Regions from separate parts of the Rattus norvegicus genome. Here region 2 is linked to region 1. The links are chromatin contacts, called in public Hi-C maps. All regions are on one chromosome and are shown on one strand. Each heading gives the region's core, a stretch centred on a gene start, on an enhancer-like site or on the middle of the called end of the contact. The rest is flanking DNA. Distances are from core to core; before and after follow the strand shown. Region 1 holds the start of Mapk14 (mitogen activated protein kinase 14). Region 2 overlaps Mapk14 (mitogen activated protein kinase 14).

Evidence for each region. Hi-C and Micro-C count contacts between places; a contact is called where the count stands out from the background.
Region 2: a contact with region 1 is called in a Hi-C map of Schwann cells, with 4 times the contacts expected there. The contact joins the enhancer-like site here to the promoter of Mapk14 in region 1. A contact is called at or near these places in 6 of 12 Hi-C or Micro-C datasets (the Rat2 cell line, Schwann cells, kidney and 3 more) and 1 of 1 datasets of contacts at active chromatin or transcription factors (oligodendrocytes).

Annotation. Positions count from the first base shown.
Region 1 is chr20:6,748,571-6,755,243 of GRCr8, reverse strand. It overlaps Mapk14 (mitogen activated protein kinase 14), which reads right to left and starts at 3,885. Exons shown (of 12, transcript NM_031020.3): 1 at 3,450-3,885. The coding sequence starts at 3,565. Slc26a8 (solute carrier family 26 member 8) reads left to right here and starts at 4,060. Exons shown (of 20, transcript NM_001107614.3): 1 at 4,060-5,808.
Region 2 is chr20:6,796,509-6,803,181 of GRCr8, reverse strand. All of the region lies in intron 8 of Mapk14 (mitogen activated protein kinase 14), which reads right to left. Among named protein-coding and RNA genes, the nearest start is that of Mapk13, 37 kb to the left of the region's middle. Within about 2 kb of position 2,806, at least 16 of the 93 cell types and tissues checked have an H3K27ac peak or open chromatin away from gene starts, as enhancers often do. A contact at or near this core is called in Schwann cells, where this site is marked.

The DNA of each region.
Region 1 (6,673 bases), core at 2,636-5,135:
CGTTGTTCACTAAATACTACAAATAAAAATAACAATAATCGGGGTTGGGGATTTGGCTCAGCGGTAGAGTGCTTGCCTAGCAACCACAAGGCCCTGGGTTCGGTCCCCAGCTCCGAAAAAAAGAAAAGAAAAAAAAAAAAAAAAAAAACCAATAATCTTAAAAAAGAAAGTTACAAATCACTGTATATCATGTCCCATTCAGGGATTCCTTTCTTGAAGAGACCTCAGGTCCCTCACAACTTATTACAGTCGGCAGTAGGACAGCCTTCTCTCTCCTCAAGACTTCAGTCTAAATCCCCCTCTATTATCTCCATTCAAGTGGACTTCATTATTCTCCAACATCTCAGAGGATGAAGAAGAAAGGGAACACAGGCCTCAAAGTGGATTAAAAAAGAAATCCAAGAAGCCAGGTATAGTCTTGCATACCTTTAACTGCAGCACTCTGGGAGACAGAGGCCAGCTGATCTGCGTTGGAGGCCAGCCTGGTCTACAATGTGAATTATAGGACAGCCCATCTCAAAAACAACAGCCAACAAACAAACAAACAAACCAAAAGGTGCTTTTCAGATGCATCTAAAAAGCTGCTAATTGAAAACAATTTCAAGTAACCCGAGAGCGGTAACGCCTATACATCTGACTGGAGGTGACATTTGCTCAGTCACAGACAGTTTCAGTTATCTTTCCCTCATGGATAGGCTACATAAATCTCTAAGGTAGAATGTCTGGGGCTGGAGAGATGGCTCAGTGGGCTGGAGAGATGGCTCAGTGGTTGAGAGCACTGACTGCTCTTCCAGAGGTCCTGAGTTCAATTCCCAGTGACCACATGGTGGCTCACAACCATCTGTAAGGGAATCCAATACCATCTTCTGGTCTGTCTGAAGACAGTGTACTCATATGTAACACATACACAAATCTTTAAAAAAAAAAATCCCTGGGGGCTGGAGAGATGGCTCAGTGGTTGAGAGCACTGTCTGCTCTTCCAGAGGTACTGAGTTCAATTCCCAGCAACCACATGGTGGCTCACAACCATCTATAATCAGGTCTGGTGCCCTCTTCTGGCCTGCAGGTGCATACATGCAGGCAGAAAGCTGTATGATGTATACATAATAAATAAATAAATGTTAAAAATTTAAAAAAAAAATGTCTGTGTCTCTGGAAGACAGGCAAGGAACTGACAGACTAGAAGGCAGGGCTGAAAGCAGGGTTTTTTCTTTTTTGTTTTGTTTTTTTTTGCTGCAGACCTCTTTGACCCTTATTTCAAGCGACCTGCTTTGTGCTGTGCACTGCTGCAGTGTAAGGCCAGGACTGTGCCATGGTTACATCACTAGGCCAGCACTACCTATGTTCAAGAAACTGTTTGGTAAGGGCTGGGGATTTAGCTCAGTGGTAGAGCGCTTACCTAGGAAGCGCAAGGCCCTGGGTTCGGTCCCCAGCTCCGAAAAAAAGAACCAAAAAAAAAAAAAAGAAACTGTTTGGTAGAAGTCTATCTCATTGGGAGGCTGTGCTCAATCCCATTGCAAGAAAGTAACAGCACTAGAGGAAGTGGTGTTGGTTTCACTGTGGCAAGTCACTGTAAAGCTGGCTCTTCTGCCAGGGCAGCAGTGGCCCTAGGAAACCCTGCAAGTTCCCTCTCCCAGAAGCCCTGAGTTCTGCTCCATCCTTCCCAAGCATCCAAATGGGGACAAAAGCCTGATGCTGTAACAGTGAGCAATGAAGACTGGAGATACTGAGGGAGCTGGTGAGTACTAGAGAAACAAACCAATCACAAACACGGGATGTAAATTATTGACATCCCCTTTAAAATGCAAACTGCCAGTCTGTAAACTTGGGGGAAAGAGGTCAGGGCTGGTGCTATCAGCAGCACAGCCTAGGCAGCTCCAACGAGCAAACGCAATATGATCTGTTGCCGGACATGGTTGCACAATCGCAATTACCAGGAAGATTCTACCAAACAGGAAATTCACGATGTGACTTTAAGTAACACAGGATTCATACTTAAAGATTAACACATCCAGAAGCCTAGAATTTGTTCCAAAGGGGGGGAAAAAAAACATTTCACAGGCTCTTTCAGGGAAACGTGAATATAAATCACTAAAACGCAGAAGAGTCTAGTCTGTTGAGTCTGGTCTTTACTTTCAGATAGGGAGGTCTAAACTGACACTGAGTCCCAATAAATGAGACTATATGAATCCTTGAAAGTCCCTGACATTTCTGGAGTGGACCTTTGACTGTATAAATTTAATCTGAAACCTGCTCCCAGGGCCTTGTGTGGTAGCAAATGCCTTTATTCTCAGCGCTGGCAGGAGACAAAATTTGTTGAGTTCCAGGCCAGGCTTTGGTCTAGCCACTGAGGCTCAGGCCAGACAGGGCCATCCATAGTGAGACTCTGTCTCAAACGAACTCAAACAAAAAGCCGAAGTGTTAATGAAAGCTGAAAGGCATCGTTTTCTGCGGCCAGGTTCTCCCGAAAAACCCCCATGTGCCTCGGTGCTTACAAGCTTAAAGCCCCCTGCAAATCTTCTAAGGGGCTTAAAGAAAGAAAAGCATCCCAATTAAAAACCATTTACAACTCCAGCACTCGGTCCCACCTTTTTGATCTTTGAGGGGCGCCCAACAGATCAGAACCACTCTGGCTCCGTATGGAAAACTGGTTTTGTCAAACAATACTGAACTGAGCAGCGCTGTGTGACTAAGCTGAGAGCTGGAGCGTCCTTGCAGGCACTGCCACCCTCCCTCCCCGAAAAGGAAATACGCTTTCAACCGAATCGGAAACACACCACGGCAAGCTGGCACCCCGCGGTCCCCGAGATAAAGTCGGTATTATTTTAAGCCCTTCGGGGTGCTGCTAATTCAGGTGCGAATCCCAAAAGAACGTTTCCCGATTCTGGGTTTTTCGACCGAAGCTTGCAAAAATGGTTAAATGGGAGGGAAAAACTGAGAAAGAGAAAAAAAAATTCCGGGAAAGGGAGCGCTTTTTCTTGCAAGTTTCGTTCAGGTGACCGCAGTCCCCGGGTCAGGCTTTGACCTACTGCTCCTCGCCGGAGCTGCGCCCAGCTCGCCCGCTCCCCGGGGCAGGGCTCCTGCGTGCCAAGTGGCGGTACCCGGAGGCAGGGTCCAGAGGCCGCACGGCTGCAGAGGGACCCCCGGGAGGAACGATCTTGCGAGCATGGAGAGCACAGGGTGGAGCCCCATCACACCGCGCCCACGGCTGACCCGATCCCGCACACGGTTCCCCACCCACCTGAGTGTGCAGGGCGAGGGGTGCAGGACACGTCCCGCTCCAACTGCCCCCTGCACCCCCAAGACACGCCCGCAGGAGAATTCCTGCCGCTGGGCGCATCGCTGAGCTGTGGGGACAGGCCTGGCGCTCAGGCATGCAGGGCCACCCTGCTTGCTCCACCACGTTCCCTCCCACCCCCGCCCCCAACCCCAAGCCCGGCGACACTCACCACACCGAGCCGTAGGCTCCCGAGCCCACCGGGGACAGGTTCTGGTATCGCTCGGGCACCTCCCAGACGGTCTTGTTCAGCTCCTGCCGGTAGAACGTGGGCCTCTCCTGCGACATCTTCCAGCGGCGGCAGCGCGGCGACGAGGTGGCCGAGCGAGGGCCCCTGCCTGCAGCCGCACGCTCTCCTCTGCGCCCTCTCGCTCGCCCGCGGCAGACCCGACCCCGCGCCCGCGCAGGTGTGGAGGCTGCGACCCACGGCTCCTGTCAGCCGCGGCGGCACCTACGAGCCTCGGCAACGAGCGGGAGCCGGCTGCACGGTTCGACGCAGCTCCCGCCGCGGTCCCCTTGCAGCCGCTCCCTGGGGAGCGCACGCCGACGCTGCGCGACAGCCGCTCGCGCTCTAGCGCCCGCTCGGGCTCCAGTGGCCGCGATCTCCCCCCTCTCCCCGCAGGCAGCGGCCGGGGAGGCTCTAGCAGGACTCTCGCGAGAACAGCTCCGCGAGCCGAGATCTTACCCAATATGGAACCTGCCCGTGGGGCGGGGGTGCTCGAGAAGAGCGCGCGGGACGGGAAGATCTCGCGAGAAGAGAGACACGGCTCCGGGAGCTGAGGCAGGAACTCTAGGGGAGACTCTGCTCCCGGGGGGCGCCGAGGGTGGGGGCGGACCGCAGCGTAGGCCGCGCGCGCCTCTCTGTGGTCGGACCGGCGAATGCCCGGCGCCGTGGCGGAAAACCACTGGGACGGCGTCGGGGGGGGGAAAGAGAGCCAAGCGGTCTTTGAGCTCCGAGCCACCTGCTCACCGGAGCCGGCGATTTCCAAGAAAGATTTGCAAGAGCAGACTGGCCCTGTCCAGAAAGCTGTTGCGTTCCCATCCGCTCAAGGACGCGTGGCTTATCTCGGGACGCTGATGAAACCTGTCCCCCTCCCCACCCAGGCAAACATTAACCCGGTCTCAAAGCCCAGGCTCTCCCTCCCGCCGGACGCTCCTAGCAGCTTCTAAATGTCCTCACCAGAAGAACCACCGTGGAAGGTGTAGGAGGAGGTTCCAGGGACCCACTAGGGAGTCCGATGCACAAGGTCAGAGGTGGACGTCAGGAATGGCCACTTTGAGGCTGAGACCTGCGTTTGCAAGGCCCTGGGTTCGATACCCATGACTGGAAGGGAAACACACTCTCTCTCTCTCTCTCTCTCTCTCTCTCTCTCTGCAGGTAGGTCATTCCATTTCAGGAAAGTTTCTCATTTATTTTACTTATTTAGATGTACACATCCTGTAATGCCAGCGTTTGGAAAGACCAGGAGACCCGTCTCATGTATTTGATTTTATTTATTTACTGAATTATTTAGATTTATACAGCCTGTGATTCTAGCATCTGGAAAGACCAAGAGACCCTTCTCATATATTTGATGTATTTATTTAGATTTACGTAGCCTGTAATTCCAGCGTTTGGAAAGACCAGGAGACCAGCCTCTGCTATATAGTGAGTAGTTAAGAGACCTGCCTGGGCTGTTATGAGACCATATCTGGAACACCCCAAAGCCCATGACTCCGGTTCGAGACCGACTCCTGCCAATTTAGAACCATCCAAAATTTAGAAATTTAAAGGAAAAATTGGGAGAATTTTAAGAACTTAAATTGAGGGAGCTGGAGAGATGGCTCGGTGGTTAAGAGCACTGACTGCTCTTCCAGAGGTCCTGAGTTCAATTCCCAACAACCACATGGTGGCTCACAACCATCTGTAATGAGATCTGATGCCCTCTTCTGGTGTGCCTGAAGACGGCTAAATAAATCTTTAAAAAAAAAAAAAAAAAGAAGAAAAAAAAAAAAGAACTTAAATTGAGAGGATTTTAAAGACATAATTCATGAGAAATTTAAAGAATCCACGCCTTTGGAAGTTTGGGGAAACGACGAGGGCTTCGGACATTTATTAAGACAAGTCTGTTGAGCTTCCTTAGGCCCCGGTTCTAGTCTCCACGAGGGAAACCCAGCCCTCCATTCCCACCTAGTGGAATCTTCCGTAGAAGCCGAGAAAAAGATAATAAAAGTGAACGGGGAAAGTTAGACCCGTAAGAACTCACATCCACCCACCCCTACGCGGAGCAGGAGGACCGGGAACTCCTATTCTCGTGCCTGTTTCTGGAAGATCCGAAGGGTCCCGGCCCAGGTCTGTGGAGGGCAGCCAGAGACCCCTTCTCCTCGCCCAGATGCCGTCCTCGCCCGTCACCCGCACAGCCGGAACGCCGGCGGGTTCTGCAGCAACGGCTCGGGAACTGCCGGCCTCTGCGTCCGCAGCACCGCCGCCAGCCAGGCTGGAGCCGAGTCTGTCCCCAGCGTCTGCGCTCCTGCCGGTCACCGGAAACCAGGTGAGCCCTGCCTGCCGCCTCCCGTAGCATGGCTGCTTGGGTCACCTGCAGAGCTAGGAGAGTCCCAAGCACTAGTGGGTGAATGAGTGAATGGCGGTGGTCCCTGGAATGAATGAGTGAATGAATAAATGAATGAATGGCGGTGGTCCCTGGAACTTGTGTCTCCTATAGAGAGGCTGCGTGAGAGACAGCACTGGCAAGAGACAAGATGGTCTTTGCACACTGGATCCTTTCAAACTCGCCCCTGTGTTATCAGCAGCTGAAGGGACTGGACTGTGGGCCTTGCCACACTTCCACCCTATCGTGTCCTAGGCTCAGAGCCCCTTTTGCTTACCCTTACTGTTTTGCTCATTTTGTTTTCTCTGGCTGAACCCTACCCCCCTCCGCCCCCTTCTGTGTCTTCTGGTCCTTAGGGACTGTGGTTTGGGTCCTCCCTCAAGCCAGTCATGAATGTCTCTCCAACACAGCCCCTTGGTATCATGCTGTATAGCATTAAGGAGGGCTTTAGTTGGAAGTGAGTTTTGTTTTATGGTTTTAGGAAGCACGTGAAAGAGGACTTAAATCAGGTAAAAAAAAAAATTCTTGCACCTTAACTAATTTTCTGGGTTTCCTGCCCGTTGGGTCAACATTTTATAAATCAAGTTACATTTTTTTGCATGTAAAATATTCCAATTAGAGATTCTGTAAATGATCTGCAAATGGATAAATGACGGACAGACAGATGGACAGGTGGATGGCTGAAGGCAGCAGTAGTGAAAGAGCTGGGTTAACATGCTTCTATTTTCGAGTATTTTTAGCAGAGGGAGATAAAGACAGGGACTACAGCTCAGAAGACAGCAGCCTTTCATGTTAGGCCCTCAGATGG
Region 2 (6,673 bases), core at 1,557-4,056, 49 kb before region 1:
GGGTGTCAGAACACTAACCAGTGAGGAGTTCCGTCCTGGGTCTGGCCACGAACAGCAGTCAGCTCTCTGCCCCATTCTCCCCCATCCAGCATTCTCTGCTATTCAGACCCCTTGTCCTTGTCCACACTGGCTTCCCTGTTCTGTTCTTTCCAGAAGGAATAATTATTCAGTGTTCTGTTGACTACAATTCTTTACGAGTCTTTCCTTTAGATTTTTTTCTGGATGATTTTACTGATCTGTATTCACCTGTATGTAGGTACTGTGTGCTCCCCGCCTCCATGAGTTCTGGGGACCCACAGCCATGTTGATTTAACTGAGCTACGTCTACAACAGCTGACTTTTTGTTCTTTAAAAACAGTGTCGTACAAATTAAGCCCAGGCTGGCCTCAAAGTTGCTATGTATCCTAGGTCAGTTTCGAACCTCAACCCTCCTGCCCCTGCCTTTTAAGTGCTGGGGTACAGGACTGCACCACCACATGGTGCTCTGGAGACTGCACAGGTGGGCGGGGTCATCAACATCACATGACCCTTGCCCGGACTTTTTCAACATTTACATTTCCTTCCCTGACAATTATGTAGGGAAGCTCCTCTCTCACAACTGTACTCAACCGAGTATTACTGAGGAGAGGATTTTGTCCAGTGCTGCCCACGGCACGTGAAGACAGAGGTCGTCTCATTATTAGCTCATGTGTCCAGCACTGGCTCTTAGACAGACATGCTGGGCTGGTGCAGGGCAGATATGGCCTCTCACACAGGTGCCTCAGAACCTGCCACAGGCAGCAGGTGTTTACAAAGCAGAGACAGGAGTGGGAGGGGGACGCAGAGCTACTGACAGTAAAACCCAGACAGGGGAGGTACGGGTCACCTCAGTGTCACTAGTACTCCTTACTGGCTGGCTGAACTCCTTCCCAAGCCCCAGCCTGCCCCGTATGCTCTCACCGGCCAGTCCTCCCTAAACACTCTCCTAGCTGTGGCTCTCCATTCCCAGCTTCTGCACTCAAAGGCAGCTCTTCAGTGTGGTCAGTGTCTGAGGCTGACTCCGAATGCTGTGTAACTGCATGAGGCTCACATCACCAGAACAAGTGGGAGCCACTGGCTCTGCCCAGTGACTCAAACACGACTCAGCCAAGTCACAGCTTTTCGTTTTTGCTTCCTTATCTTACAGGAGTGAATGAAACAAAACAAAGCAGGCCCAGTGCACCCTTTTACGCTCCTCAGAATAGAAACACAAAGGCAGTTCTAGCTCCAGGGTCCTTCGTCCATCTACGCAGCGATGCAGGGTCCTGATTCTGATTCTGTCAGGGGAGGCGACTCATGTGTTGCTTTGTGCCTGCAGCTCCCAGTGCCTGTCTAGCTGGGCAGAAGGCCCTTCTACTGGGAAGTGGTGGGAGGGGACCTAGGCATGCACAGTGGGGGCTTGGCTCCTCCACTTATTTCTCAAGGGGGAATGAGTGGAAGGAGGGGCTTTCCTAGCTTCCTCAAAGTTGTTGGCCCCAGAAAGTGACCAACAGCTTTAAAAAAAAAAAAATGGCTAAAGTCAACCAGTGTCCCTTCCCTTCTTACAGCCTCTGTGGAGAAGGCACAGGCCCCAAGTGGCCCCCGTGCTCTCCACTGGATTGACCAAGGTTCCTGGAGGAGCTCTGAGCCATCTGCAGATTGTCATGAGGGGAGGAAGCTACTCTGTGTGGTCTGAGGGTAGGGAGAGGAGCCTCATGGAAAGACCCCATGCAGGAGGTGCCCCTCTGGGGAAGTAAAGAGCAGGTAACTTTCAGACAAGGCACATATCACCCTTCTGAGGTAAGGTCAGACTAGCGCACGGTAAGTGTCAGATATCAGATGCTCATAATGTGAGAAGGGTTCCTCAGCATGTGGGCAACCTTAGGGAGAAGTCAGGGCACAGGAGCAGATACACAAACTTCCCATTAATCTCTTGGAATTGACTGGAATCTCAACTCTCAGTTTTATTAGCCTACAACTGCCCACAGGAGCTCCCATGATCTGAAGTCCACACCCAGATAAAAATAGTTTAGAATAAAACACACGCATGCATGCAAGCAGGCACATGCATGTACACACGCATACCTCAGAGGTCACACACAGAGCACACGGGCACACAAACATTCCAAAGTCAGAGTGCAGAGTGACGGAAGGCAAGAGGCAGAGGCCCCATAGGGTAGTAATTACAATCAAAGCATCAACTCACAGACTCTGAGGAGATTTTCTTCAGAAGCTCAGCCCCTGGGGTTCCAACGAGTCTTAAAATGAGCTTCAACTGATCAATATCTAATGGTGGACTATAAAGGAAAATGTCGGGACGAAATAAAAGTGAAAACAAAGCAATAATGAGCAAAAATAAAACACAAACAAACAAACAAACAAACCGCCCAATAATGAAAACGAAAACCCCGAACAAGGCCGACATGGTGAAAGAATCTGGGTGGAGGACGGCTTCCTTCTGCGGGGTGGCCACTTTCAGCACGACTTGCTCCTCCTGTGGAAAGGTTTAAAACCACCACACACGCACATCTGTCAACATCATGCAGCAGAAGTAAAGCCACTGTGGTTGGGTCTTAGACAAGAGACCATGCCACTCAGCGCATGGCCCAGCCTCCACCTCCCTCACCTTCCAAGGCCCTAGGAGCCAGCAGGCAGAGAAGGCTGGCAGGCAGAGTCGAGCACACAGCTGTGCGGTCTATTTGTGACGATTCCCCTAAGGCTTGACCTAATGAGCTGTAATCTGACAGCTGGGAGGCCGGCTCTCATCCCAGAGCCTGTTCACTGAGTGTGCCCTCTAGAGACCTTCCCCTTCCCCCTCTAGGAAGCAGAGACAGCCAGCAGAGGGTGCTACCCTACCATGGAGGACACCAGGCCTCAAGCCTAACCATGAAAGTAACCAAAATCTAACAGACTTCACATGCTATAAAGGCTTTTAGGCATAAAGGCAAAGGGCCTGGAATCTTCATTCTACTCAGAAGCAATGAGCACGTGTCTCCTGGAAGATCACAGAGTCCATTTTCTCTCTCTGCCTTCAGTCAGAGAGTAGAAAATTAAAGAGGCTTCTGGTATCTTCTGTGACCATGTGAACCTGCCTGGCTCTGCAGGATCACACCCTCCTTTCATGTGTCAACCTAGAGCCCCACCAGCCTCCCCAACACCACACATAAGGACATCGTTATGCTCTCTGAGCACTGTTTGATGATGCCATAGCTTGCATTCTGGAACCGGTCTGTGCTTGCCTTGCCCCTTGCACAATTCATAGCAGACAAGGCCAGCACGCACTTGGTATTGACCCCCAGTCACCTCCTTGGTAATTAACTTGCTGTTAATTCTGCAGGCTGTGCAGCCCAGGCTGGCTTTGAACTCAGAATGGTTGTGCTTCATCTTCCCAGGTGCTGGGAAGACAGAGGTACGCCATCATGCTGAACCCCACTCCTCCTTTTAGATTATCTAGTACATAAAAGGCCCACAACATCTAAAGAACGGAGAGAGATGAAGACAGCCTTGATTTAGCCCGCACACAGAGGCAAAACCAGTATAGCCAGTAATGCAAACGGCTCCTGCAAGCCACAGCTGCCCGGTCACGGGGACTGCTTACAAGGTAAGATGGCATCCTGCCTCTAAACAGGTTTTTTTTTTTTTTTTCTTTCTTTCTGCTCAAACAGAAATTCTAGAAAGGTGACAGCAAGGTACAGCCTGCTGTCTGTTTTATATATAGAGTTTTCCTGGAATACATCAGGGCTGTTGTGTGTTCGTGAATTTACAAACTGGTTACAGCAGCTTTCAGTCCTAGGCTCACAAGGCCTGCTAATCTGGCCCCTTAAGAAAAGATGAGCTAGTGCCCGGTAACTGCATCCTACGGAGAAGCGAGCGAATGCACTCGCATAAGATATTCCTGAAGTGAGATAGTTAAAAAAAAAAAAAAAAAAAAAAAAAAAAGCTGCTAAACATGAGACGGTTTCTGCAGGTGCGCAGTGGGTGGACTGAGATGGGCACGTTCTCACTCAGGCCACCACACCGGCAACATGCTGACGGTGACAGCCAAGCATCTTCCTTGCAGACAGGAAGAAGTTACTCCGTTACACAAGTCTAGCTCCACTCACATTTCTACTCCCCAGGAATATCTGATTTTATTAGCTACTTCAAGAGGATGTATGCTAACAACAGAAAAAGTGACTCTTCCAACCCCCCAAGAGGTGATTTTACCACGTATGACTCAAAAGGCTTATTAACCAGCTGGATTTACTGACTTTTAGAGGCAAGTCTGACATTCCCTTTGGGGAAGGTGCAGTCTGGGTTGTTTCCTAACGGACTGAGCTTCACCTCCAAGCTGCCTGAACCGCACGAATCCTTCCTATCTGATCACGGAGCTCCTGACTCCATCAACAGGCAGGGCTCATCCAATCCGCTCTCCCTGCCTGCAGATGTGAGCCATCTATTAAATCACAGCCAGCTCCTCAGCCTCACATCCATCCCCTTCTGCCACCTGTCACTCAACTTCTGTCTGCCTGCCTCAAACTACCATTCTCGGGTAGGCTCAAGGCTTCAACTTGAAGCAAACATCCCAGGCTCTTCTTAGTCTCTTTCTTCCTGTATGGAGCCTTTCCTTTTCCCATTGCCCTTCCAAGGGTGGGTCTCACAAGAAGTCTTTCTGGACATGCTTTTTGAATTGGCCTCAAACTCACTATGTAGCTGAGGTGCCCTGGAACTCCTGAATCGCGCCCGTCTCCTCCCAGGTCCCGGGCTTCCAGACATGTTTATTGCAATGTAATTACCTGGAGTTTCAATCCACGTTTGACTTTTCTAGGCACTAACTTATTTATAACTCTTTCGCCTCACTCCACCTTGCTCCTGCCCCAGAGGAAGACTTCCATCCCAGTTGCCCCTATCACTCCTGTTGGTTCAGTCTGACTGCTCTGTTTGAGGGCAGGCAGCCTCTCTCCAGTCTTGCCCAGTGTAGCCAGCCTGGCAAACACTGAGTGACCAAACACTTGACTCACTGTTCCAAACCATCCTCAAGGGCTGGAGAGATGGCTCAGCGGTTAAGAGCACAGACTGTTCTTCCAGAGGTCCTGAGTTCAATTCCCAGCACCCACATGGTGGCTCATGACCATCTGTAATGAGATCTGATGCCTCTTCTGGTGCGTCTGAGGACAGCTACAATGTACTCAGTGTATTCATATAAATAAAATAAATAAACCAAACCATCCTCAAAACCCAGAAAAACATTCTGTGCAAAGCCTACACACACACACACACACACACACACACACACACACACACACACACACACACACGTAAGGAGGATCAGTGAGCAGTGCCCACTCGGAGGGCTGTGGATGGAGCTGCCGGACACAGCCTGGGAGCTGGAAGACAGTAAACACTATGAGAAAGTGTCCTCCTTAGGAGCTAGGGCAAAGCTGCCACCCAGCTATGTGACAGTGCCCGGCAAAACTCACCATAGCCTGCCATCTATCTCCACAGTAGGCTCACAACTGGTATATACAGCCCTTCTTTCCCACACGGAGAGTAAGTTTAATCATTAGTTTAGAATGTGTTTCAACTAGGATGACAGTACCAAATTTTAACTCATAAATTATCTAAGGCCAAAGACACCAAAGGCAAGATAAACAAACAAGTCAGGGGAAAAGGATAATTAGATAATTAATGTAACTCAGGTTCACGACCACAGTAGTAAAACTCCCCCTGCCTTTGCCTCCCAAGTGCTGGGACCACAGGTGTGGACTCTCATTCTGGCTGAATTAAGTTTTGGGGTGGGGGGAGTCATTCTAGTGCCAGGCCAGGACAAGCTTCACTGAAAGTTGGCCTGCCCCCTTCTTTCCTGGATTGTAGACAAAGTCATTTTCACTGGCACACATGGAAATAGTTCTCAAGGTTTATGAACAAATATGGAAAGTCTGTCTTCTAAAAAACAGAAAGTATAGGTACATATTTTCAAGAACAAAAGGCAAAAAAAAAAATCTCATCATTAAATATTTTTCTTCAACATTTAAAACACCTTTTTTTTCCTTCTTTTTTCTTTTTTTCTCGGAGCTGGGGACCGAACCCAGGGCTTTGCGCTTGCTAGGCAAGCGCTCTACCACTGAGCTAAATCCCCAACCCCAAAACACTTTTTTTTTTTTTTTTTTAAAAAGCCAAGATTTCACTTGGCTTGGGACTCACCAGGCTGGCTTCAAACTCAGATCTGCCTGCCTTTACCCCCCAAATGCTAGGCTTAAAGGCATGTGATACTTTTTAAGCGTGCGTGCGTGCGTGCGTGGGTGCGTGCGTGCGTGGGTGCGGCATAAGGAGCTGAAGGTTTGGCAGCTGTGAGATGTCTAACATGGGTGCTGGAAACCCAACCCAGGCTTTCTCCAAGACTACATGGTCTGGAGCTCTTTGTCACTGAGCCATCTTTCCAATGCCAGCAGTGCAACTTCTTTTCAAAAATGAGGAAGATTTCTGGAGATGCAGCTCAGTGGCACAGTATCAGCCTAGCATACACAAGCCTCCCCTGAGTTTAAGAAAGAAAAAGAGAAACAACTAAAACCGAGGGAACGATGGACACTGACAATGGAGAGCAATGGGTAGCTGCGATGTGCATTCTAGTGGGTTTGCTCAACCACCCCCGTTTTACTTCAGCGTCTGGGGAGAGCAGACCCAGGGTCCAGCGGAC